Regions from separate parts of the Urocitellus parryii genome. Here region 1 is linked to region 2. Evidence: chromatin contacts called from public Hi-C data. All regions are on one chromosome and are shown on one strand. The core of a region is the stretch at or near the end of the contact, and the rest is flanking DNA. Distances in the headings are between cores, read along the strand shown. Region 1 holds the start of Gvqw3 (GVQW motif containing 3). Region 2 holds the start of Uvrag (UV radiation resistance associated).

The links. A called contact is a pair of places that touch in the nucleus more often than the background predicts.
Region 1: a contact with region 2 is called in a Hi-C map of liver, with 4 times the contacts expected there. The contact joins the promoter of Gvqw3 here to the promoter of Uvrag in region 2. A contact is called at or near these places in 2 of 2 Hi-C or Micro-C datasets (liver and muscle).

The regions. Positions count from the first base shown.
Region 1 is chr4:66,772,574-66,777,835 of mUroPar1.hap1, reverse strand. It overlaps Gvqw3 (GVQW motif containing 3), which reads right to left and starts at 3,148. Exons shown (of 2, transcript XM_026387328.2): 1 at 2,219-3,148. The coding sequence starts at 2,690. It overlaps Thap12 (THAP domain containing 12), which reads left to right and starts at 3,391. Exons shown (of 5, transcript XM_077797628.1): 1 at 3,391-3,749. The coding sequence starts at 3,661.
Region 2 is chr4:66,224,242-66,229,903 of mUroPar1.hap1, reverse strand. Uvrag (UV radiation resistance associated) reads right to left here and starts at 3,372. Exons shown (of 15, transcript XM_026387330.2): 1 at 3,084-3,372. The coding sequence starts at 3,200.

The sequences.
Region 1 (5,262 bases), core at 1,899-4,398, 550 kb before region 2:
AGCTGTCCATTTCATGACAGACACTTGGAAAAATTTGAATTCACACTCCCAATTACCTTACTTCCAGGTGTTCTGTGTTCAAACCCTATCTGGGCCAACTTCGCTTCTGGTATCCTACACTCCTGCATGGGTCTTGGTCCGGCATCATCACCAGGGAGTGGCATCATTACCCCAGCCCTGCTTACAGGGAATGCAATAAAACCCAGAAATAAGTTCTTGCAGGACCTCTGTGTTATTATAGGTTGGAGTTAATGTCTTCAGGTGTTGTGGGATTCTAGCCTGAGCCCAGGAACATGTGATTGTGCAATTATTACAACAGGACCTGAGCAAGATAAATAAATTCAGCAATAAAACTGCAACAATGAGTGGTGGGGATTTGCTCCTGAAGTCCAGTGTGCTTTGGGGAACCGAGGACTTTGTCAGAGGTAAGAAGACTTAATGGTCCTAAAACAAAATGTCTAGAAATTGTAAGTACATAGAAATCTGCTAGGTTTAAGAGTTTTCTTATTATCTTTTCTTTGTAGCACAAGGTCTAGCTTTCAAAGTTTCTCCAAACTGACAGGTATTCGAGAGGAGTTTCTAACTTTTTGAAAGTGGTAGACAATGAAAGAACAGAACTAAAAGTTACCTGTGTGGAATGAATAAGTGTGGAACCTCTATTATTCCCCACTTTAGATTAGTTCCTTACTTGTTAAAGAGGAGCTGTTGTGTCAAAATCCTTGGGTAACACATAGACACCAACCAATGCTGCGAAATGCTATTACCCCCTGGCTTCTCCTGTTCCCTATCAGACATTCTGAGACGTTGCTAGTTTATGTGGTAATAGTTGGAAGCCCCTGGGGAAAAGTTCCGATCCATAAGTCCTAGCAGAGCAGCAGGAACACAGAAGACAATTTGGACACAGAGAGACTACTTTTTGAGGTTCAATGGGAAAATCAGATAACCAAAGAAATGCATTATCATAAACCTACACACAGACTCGGGGAAGTAATTTATAAACTACCAGCAGGCATAGAATTGAGGACAGGGGAGAGAAAGCAAATTATCTCCCATTATTCATCTTCTGCAATACCACCACCTTCCCCTTTAATCTTTGTTATTTTAGCCAAGTATCATCACTTTCTGCGGCCACTTTCAGGTTGCCAGCCTCATGCTGTTTCACTGGCCTGGGAAGTGTTCCCTAATCTCACAGCCCTTTGTCTCACCCTTCCTCATGAATCCAGTTCAAGAACGAGCTCCTTTGTGAAGCCCAACTGCACCTGGTGATCTCATTTAAGAACTTTACATTGTCACTGCCCAGAAGTGTTCTAAAAACAGCAGGTGCTCAAAACACACCAAATAGACTGCGGACTCCCTTAATTTAGGATCTGGAGAATCATCTGGTCTTTCTCCTCACATGTCAGTCTTGGCCTGCGTCCCCTAGTTTATATTTCCTAGGATCAGATCTTCCTCTTCCAGTGAGGGGAAACCCAAATAAATGGGGGGCCAAAACCCAAGACTAGAATGAAACAGATCCAGTTGTTCTGTGAAAGGGAGGTCCAAAAGAAGATCAGTATTGGTGGCCAACCCCCCCCCCCCCAGTTCTGAGGGGTTCCTACCCAGTCATTTGGGCCTTTGACCCAGATTGTTCAACAGGTCCACAGGCCACTGCCTTCTGTACCATACCTTAGGCTCTGACTGCAAAATAAATGAAACAGTAGGCCTTTTGGGGTCCTCCCAGAAGACATTTCTCCCTGTGCACAAAGATATGGATGATCCCCTGAGGCAGAACGTTGAGAACAAAAGAACAGGACAGCCACAACAAATTGACGTATGGGCAATGAAGAGATCCAAACTTGTTAAGCAAGAGAAATATAAAGAAGCAAGCAACAGAAGTCAACAACCAAAGCACTTCAAAGTGGTGAAAAACAAGGGAGATGGCCACAGTCCAGCATAAAATAGGAAGGCCATGCCAGCAAGGAGGAGCGGTAGAGAAGACCGAAAACAGGAGCAGCAAATGAAGCTGCCCAACAGTAATGCAACTTCCTAGCTCAGGTTCAGCTACCCTCAGATTCTTTTAACCAGGGTGTGAACCAATCCTGGGCCACTCTGATGGGAAAGCTGGCAGAAGATGATGGCTGCAGAAGTTGGTTGTCAGGGTAATGGATTCTGGGACCCGACACAGACAGAGGCATTTCCCCACCAGCTTCCCCCTGCAGATGACTCCATGTTTCAGAACTTGTTAACTTCTTCTTCACACATGAGCTGTTTTTCCTAGTGTCCTTTGACAGATGTGATCGCAAATCAAGTTTTCCATGTTTAGGCTCATCTTTCAAAATACCTGATATGACTTTGGCAGAAACCTTCCTCATGTTCAAGTTTTCTTTCAGAATGAGTCTAACGGTTTCTTTATCTAAATTTAACTCTTCAGCCATCATCCTCACGGTTAACTGCCTGTTTGAACAAACCAAGTCCTTGACCTTCTGGATATTTTCATCGGTCCTGTGGGTGACAGGCCGACCACTTCGTGCATCGTCTCGAACATCTTCCCGCCCTTCTTTAAATCGTTTGTGCCAGTCAAAAACTCGGGCCCTTGACATGACTTCATCCCCATAGGCTTCTTTTAAAAGATGGTGGGTCTCACTTGCAGACTTGTTCAATTTCACGCAAAATTTTATACTAATCCTTTGTTCTAAATAGCGGTCACTCATTTTGGCAGTATACACAGGAAAGTTAACAGGCCACAATTATAAGGGGAAGACAGAGGGACCAATCTCTATAGGGCTATAGGCATAATCACGTCGCTATTCTTTCTCCCCTGAAAACCCCGTCAGGAAAGAGTAATTGCTTTTCTGATTTTTCGCCCCTTAACGTCTGATCTGAGAAGCTAACGAGGCCAAAGAGGAGCTGCAAAGTCAAGAAAAATCAAATCCCCTGCAATCCACGTCTGCGTCCAAATCGTACACGCAGCTCTGCCTGGAGTTTACAAATTGGTAACCAAGATCGTCCCAATTCCGCGGCTCTACGACTTCTGCCACACACGTCTAAAGTGGTGGCAACTTGAACAAGCAAGGAGAGATGCAATGGTGATGTAACGTGCAAGCTCGCCCCAGATCTGCAGAAACCCGCACACGCGAAACCTACCGGAGGAACCTAGCGCCCGCCAGCTACAGAGTCCCGAGAGGATGTCCCGCATGCGCAACTCGCTCCCCGAGGGTTAGGCTGTGCGCAGGCGCACTACGGTAGCCTACGCCAGGCCCCGCCTCCGCCTTGCCGCACCCCGGCAAAGGCGCGCTTCCGTGCGCGTGCCCGGCTGCGGGGAAGTCGACGGAAAGGAGGGCGGGGGAGGAAGACTGAGGGAAGAGAGGGCACCCCCGGGCGCCAGGGTGCATTGTGGGAAGGAGGCGGCAGCGTCCCGGGCGGGCGGGAGGTGCACCAGCGGCGGCGGCGGCGGTAAATCCTCCCGGCCGCTCACAGCACTGTGGAGCCGCGTCCCCAGCCCGGCCTCGGACCGCGCGCCCCTCCTGCCCCTCGCGGCTTCTCGCGCGCCCGCCCCTCCCCGCGCGCCGGTCCTGCCGAGCCGGCCGGCCGGCCTGGCTCCCCTCCCCGGCCCCGACGGGCGGGTGGCTGCCCTGAGGAGGCGGGGAGGGGAGGACTGGGCCGGCCGGCAGGCGGGCGACGATGCCGAACTTCTGCGCTGCCCCCAACTGCACGCGGAAGAGCACGCAGTCCGACCTGGCCTTCTTCAGGTTCCCGCGGGATCCGGCCAGGTAAGGGCGCCCTGGAGCGGGCGGCCGGGCCCACCTGCGCGGTGCGCGCTGCCAGCTGTCGGCCGCAGGCTCTGGGCCGAGGGCCCTGGGAGGTACCGCACACTGTTGTCCGCTAGTCTTGGACCACAGAAGGGACTCGCTGCTGGCCGGCGGGTGGAGGGGACCTCGGAGCACGTGCGCTGGCTGGGGTTTGGCGCGGAGGCGGGATGAGGTGGGCTCTCACCCTGATTGACTTGCTGTGTGATCTCGGGCAAGTCGCCTTCCTCTTTGGACTTTCATTTCTTGAGCTGTCAAACTGGGACTTGGACTCCAGTTGTGGTCACCTGGGCCTTTCTTTCTCCTTGCCATCCCCCACCCCAAGACAGCGTTTATGTTCGGAACCCTGCCGCCCGTCTTTGATCTCGAGTCTGATGGCCACTCTTCCTTTCTTCGGACTTGTCATTACACAATGATAAAGTTCAGGCTTTGTCCGTTACTCATAATCTCTCTTGGTTATTGTGGGGCTATCAGGGAATACACGTGAGGGCGTGGGAATTGATTTTGAAACCTTTTTGAGGTAACCCACATACCGAACTTACATTTAGGAAGTGATAGAGTAGGGACTGTTGGAAAGATTGAGAATGTTGCATAAGCCTTTCTTGTTGATTCAGTCATTTAAAAGCATTGCCTACTATGTGCCGAACACTAATGTTAAGTGCTGGGAATACAGAGGTGAATGAGCCAGTGTCGCTGTCATTGGGGGGAATATATCAACAGGCGGTTACGATATAGCTATAGCATGCTATTTATTAATTCAACAAATATTTGTTGAAGGTCTATGTGCATGGCATTGTTTTGAGCACTGGTGGGTACAGTTGAAAAAAATCAAAAGTCCCTACTCAAGGAGATTGCGTTCTGGGGGTGGGGGGTGCAATCATGTAAAATATATACAGTAGTGTGTCAGATAGTAATAAAAACCATGGAGAAAAATGAAGCAAAGATTGGAGGGAAATTAGTGGTAGCAGGGAAGGCATAATTGCTATTTTACGTTTTTATTTATTTATTTTTGTAGTTGCAGATGGACAGCATGCCTTTTTTTTATTTGTTTATTTTTATGTGGTGCTAAGAATGGAACCCAGTGCCTCACACATGTTAGGCCAGTGCTCTGCCATTGAGCTACAGCCCTAGTCCATAATTGTTATTTTAAGTAGAGTGATCAGAGAAGGCCTTGTTAAAATGGGGAAATTGAGCAAAGAGCTAAAGTAGGTGAGGGGGCCAGCCATGAAGATATCTTGGGGAAGAGCATTCCAGACTCAGCAAACAATAAATGCAAAGACAGGGCATGCTTGTTGATGCAACCAGAAAGGGTGTGTATAAGAGTAACAAATTGTATAGGAAGTTGTAGTCCATAGAAAACTTTGGCGTTTATTCTAAGATAGGGTTTAGAGCAGAGAAATTTTAACAGGATCACTAACTGCTTGTTAACTTGTAGAGAGGCAAAGGCAAAGTGGTAAGACTAGTTAAAGGCTATTGC
Region 2 (5,662 bases), core at 2,123-4,622:
CTTAAATTACAATTAAAAGTAAGAACATACCAAAGCAAAGGGAAACAAAGTAGTAGTGCCGCTTGACCTAGTAGAGGAGCTGATCTGCATGATAGCTAGTACTCACACGTTAAGACAAAGGTCCAGGAGTTAGTGGTGACTTTTTTAAGATAAGCAAATTAAAATAAGACAAATAAATCAGGTCTTATATATAGTTTTGTGAGCAAAAACAAATCTCTTTAGGCAGATGAGGCAAGAGAAGTCTAATATTTTTGGAATTCATGTTATATAGTAAATTAATATTTTCAATATTACAATTACTTTTAGAATCAATGGGACTTAATAAAGTTGGAATAAATAAGTATAAAATAGCAGGGATACTCTATCCTAAAATAAAAAATATGCCTTAGAACAGTATTTCTTAATCAGAGGTAGTTTTGTCTCCCTGTAGGACATGTGGCCACATGTGAACACATTTTTTTATCATCGGGATTGGGGAGGTGCTGCTGGAATCAGAGTCCAGGGATGTGGTTAAACATCTTATATCCTCTGCTCTGTTCCAAAACGTTGATGATGCCATGTCTTAGAAACTCAACCTTCAAGTAGGCTAGGGGACCACTGAAATCTACTTTGAGATTATCGCAGAAGTCCTAAATCAACAAGCTTTGTTTATTTGTTTAGAAATACTGACACCCTGTCAGCAAGCATGGGAAGTATTGACATGCACAATTTTCAAAGTGTTGTTCTAAAGACAATAATTGACTCTTCAATTTATCTACATTTTTGAAATAATACATAAAGTTCTGAGACAGGCAAAAACTGATTTCTGAAATCAAAGTGGTTCCTTTGGAAAGAAAGGAAAGGGAGAGAACACAAGAACAACTTCTGGAATGTTCATAATTCTGCATTTCTTAATCTGGATAATAGTTATATAACTGTGCTCACTTTGTGACAATTCAGCAAGGGGTATACTAATAATCTGTGCACTTAACTCTATACAGATAACACATCAACAAAAATGTTTATTTTTAATGGTATATATTCATACCCTAAAAAGATGAACATTTTGATCCAGAAAGCTAAATTAATATCAACTACAAAAGTAAAAGTGTTTTGTTATATAGGCTGCCTTCCAAGAATTCGAGGATGACACCCCCAGAAAGCTGTAAATAGCATACTCAGCACTCCTGCAGCATTCAGCTGCACACTCAAGCCACTATATATCCCTTGGCATCAATCCAAAACTGTGATAAACACTAACAAATGCGGTCCAATTTATTCCATGAACAGTTTGTTCAGATTATTCTCCTAGTGTTAAACTGTGAACTGTTATCAGAAAACAGACTTTATCAAGTAAATGATGGTTTCTCTTTTCTAATCCCACAAATTCTCAAATCTCCCCCAAATTAAACCTTTCTTGATCCCAACTCCTCAGGATTTCTCCATGCTTTTTCTAAAAGTACCCAACATTGCCTCTCCCAATATCCACCTTTATAGTCCACCTTCACTCTCTCACACACCCAAAAATTCATATTCAAGCTCAATTCAGAGACCTATCTTCCCAACCACATTTGTACCCTCTCCCAAGACTTCATAATACAATCCAAACTTCACTACCCTCAAACTCCTAAGATCCTCCACAAACTCCCTGCCCAACACCACTACAAAACCAGGGCACATGCTACCCTGTTCTTTTAAATCCTCTCCTACCACAGCTTTGCTTCTGCAAACATTTCTACCTCCCTTCTCAATGGCCACCACTGTGACTATTATCTCAACTTTTCTCTTCCCTTTAGTCCCCTGCTTTCCTATAAGATTCATTCCAATCTCACCCTCTCCCCACAACTGCTGCTTTCTTCTTTACGAACCCTTCCTAAGGCCCCAGAGCCGGGATGGAAAGTTACAGAAAGAGTATGAAGGAACTTGCTCTGTCCTATGTGAAGGTATGAGTGAAGGTGGCTCAAGCCTCAAGCAAACAATGCTGTGCAGGGACTACAGAGTCAGACACTGGATTCTGAAAGCCAGTCCCACCACTCACTAACAGCAAGGCTTATACTCTGGTTTCTCTCAGATGGTATAAACCTTTTGCCTTTACTAACAGGAAGGCTTTGGAAAAAGTCCCCATTTCTCTAACTGCAAGATGGGAATAACAGAAACAGCTATCTCACAGTGTTATGAGGATTCAATGGCTAATGACCACTGAGCACTCTGCTCAAACCCAGCATGGTAAACTCTCAATGACTGACAGTTTGTTTTGGTCCGTTTCTGGGAAGGAGGAATAAAGGGAAAGTGAAAGACACTCTAACTCTCATTAATGCTAAGATTTCTGTAAAAACTCCCTTTGGGGAACAGAAGAAGGACAATAGGAGGGAAAAAAAACTCTACAGATTTGTGGATGTCACAAGATTTTTATCAGATCCCCAAATTTTTTGTTCCCTCTTTCTTATCCTTCAACAACGTGGATGAGAAGCCTTCAAAGAGAAGTCCCTCCATCCAAAGAGTCACTGGAGGGAATGAAGTAGCAAAGAGTACTCTTTATTACTAAGTCGAATTCCTTGGGGGTCTGAGAATTAGAAAGGAAACCTCCAAGTTCCAATCACATTTCTCTAGAGAGACGGAGGAGAGCATTTCGTAGTAAAGGGAGATGAGAGTAAGTGCGAGAAACCCTAACTCCTCGCTGTTCCAGCAGCAGAACACCAACTGGTTTCTCCGGGTGGGGACGGAAAGGAAAAGCACTTCGCCGCATCTCCTGGGGCACAGGGCTTCTCCGGTGCGTTCCCAGGAGGGGTGAGAGGAGGGTCTGTGCAAGGGAATCCCCCATCCCTACAAGGCGAGAGGGGCCCGGCAGCCCTAGGGGAGTTTGGCTGGCTCTGTGAGGTCTCCTCACAAGCTCATCTGCGGTGCTGGGATTCTCCAGGGGCACAGGGATCTCCCAGAGGTTCGGCCATCGCTGGACCCCTCCCCTCAAGACCTCCTGACAGCCCACCTCAGTTCCCCGGCCCCTTCCCAGAGTCTCCCGGCAAACGCAGAGTCAGCCGGAGCCACCGAGTCTCCACGCGGGCCTTTCCCCGTCCCTACTGAGCACCGCGAGCAGACGCGCTTACCTGCTGAGACGGCAGCTCCACATGCAGGGCCCGCGCGGCAGAACCTGACGGCAGCGCGGCGGCCGGGCCCGGGGGCGGCGGCGGGACCGGGCCCCCGACCGACGCTGAGGAGCTCATTTTGACCCAGCGGCCGCCAGGCGGCGGGACGGGCGCTCCTCCCGCATCCGCCGCTGCCTCGTACCCACGACCCTCCGAGCCCCTGCTGCCTACAACCCTCCACCCGAGAGGCAGGACTGCTCTGTCCCCGCGCTGGCCGCTGCCGCTGGCTAAGGAAGAGCCATATTACCGCAGTGCAACCCCCTCCACCGGGCTGAGACCTGGCCCACTCATTGGTTCCGTTCTTACAGGGGCGGGACCCAACGGCAGCGAAGGGACTTGCTATTGGGTAACAGGTCAGTCCGTCGCCGGCCGGAATGGGCTGGGGGCGGAGGCGCTTCAGGATGGCCTCAATTGCGTCTGTCAAGCCGGGATGAAATTTGGGGCGTTGCTTCATTTTGTCCTATTTTTATTGGTTCTTTCACTAGTAAGGGGCGGAGCCTCCTGGGGTGCTGCAAAGGCCATTGCTCAAGATTGCTGCCAATTGTCAGTAAAGGAAGAGGGGCGGAGTCTTAATTAGGTAGAGCGCGCGCCTCAGCTCCGGAGTCACGTGCAGAAGGCTGGAGCGTCACCTGATTAGTGAGAATCAGTCTTCTGAGCCACTTCCGCCCTGACCTAGTTGTCATGGTAACAGGCCTCCGGTCGAGGGCGGGGACCCTCTAGGCTAGAGAAGAGTCATTGCAGGCTCCTTAAGCAGTCTTTTGCCGAGATGTTATAATCAACGTGCGAAGACGAAAAAGGAATGCTTTATAGTTTAGCAGAGAACTACCACGCAAGATGAATGAAACCAGAGTCCTGTCCGGCAGTCCCACCAGTCTTTCACGACCAACTCTACCCTCGAGTCCACGCCCCTCCTCGCACTCCACTAACTAGTACTCTGGAGCCAAAAGGTGTGCCAACTGCCCTGAACGCTGTTTCATCTATACCGATGAGTTGCTTCTGCTGTCCCTGGAAACCCTTTGCTACTTTTCTTTCCCTAAAACTTGCTTACCCACCAAATCTTTGCTGGGACCTTGAGTTAGAAACCTTTCCTATACCATAGTCCTGATTATTCTATTGCATTGTTTGGGGGTTTGGGTTTTTTGTGGGATTTTGTTGTTGTTGTTTCTTGGCGGGAGGGGGTGGGGGGGGAAGTGTCAGGGATTAAATCCAGGGGCGCTTAACCACCGAGTCATACCCCCAGGCCTTTTTTTTATTTTAAGACAGGGTCTTGCCAAGTTGCTGAGGGCAGCTTTGAACGTGTGATCTTCCAGGCTCAGCCTACCGGCCCGCTGAGATTACAAGCTTGTGCCACCTCGCCCAGCTGCCTTGTCCTTTAATAGGCATGTTTAACACATACTACCAATCGCTACTCTCAATCCCGAGCGCCCCCCCCCAACACACACACACACACACACACACACACACACACACTCTCTCTCTCTCTCTCTCTCTCTCTCTCTCTCTCTCTCTCTCTGAATCCCTCTAGCAAGAAGACGTTTCCTTATTCATCCCTGGATTCAGTGCTGACAGAGAATAAGGAAATGTTTTTTCGATGTAAACAAACAGCTCAAATGCCTTCTCTTCCGTGAAGATTTGTTTGATCTTAATGGTAGAATCTATATGCAATTGCTTCTAAAATAAATAGCACTGAGTCATTCTGCAGGATACTGATGTGCCTTCTCCCCCCAGACTGAATTCCTACACCACCTGGACTGATGTAGCAAAAAGAACACAATGCTTTAGAGTCAGACACAACAGAAATCAGGCACTTTGAGAATCTTGGCTCTGCCACCCTCTAGGTAACACAAAAAGTCCATTTCCCACTCTCAGTTTTAGTTTTCCCATCTGTAAAATAGTAATAGGGTTGCTATGGGGTTTAAGTTATTAATGTATGTCACAAGCCCTTGTAACAACTGACATATAATAGATGCATTTAAGTTTTGTGGGTTTTTTCCCCAGTGGGCTGAGGGTGTAGCCCCGTGCTAGAGCACATGCTAAAAATGTGTGAGCCCCTGGGTTCAAACCAGAGTACCATTAAAAAAAAAAATTAAAAAGGCAAACATACTATCTGAAAAACACCTTGGATCTAATCTCAGAGCTGCATCACACAGATGTCATCGCCTCCTATTCTGAATCATGGTGGGAGCCTAGGGTGTGTGGTCAGGTGTTTGTTGAGAAGAAAGTAGTTATAAAATCCCAAATCTCAATTTAGTTCAACTCTGTGGTGCCAGGATCTGGTGGGATTTCACAGAAATCTAAGCTGTTTCTAAGCTGTATTCATTTCCTGAAGCCACCAAATTAAATTACCACAAACTAGATAGCTTAAAATGAATTTATTCTTTCAGGGTTCTGGAGGCCAAAAGTCCAAAATCAAGGTGTCAAGGTGCTTTCTCAGAGGCTCTAGGGAAGACTCCTTTGTTGCTCTTCTATCCACTGGTGGCTCCAAGAATTCCTTGGCTTCTGTCTACATAATCTCTTCCCCTATCTCCACATGAGCTTCT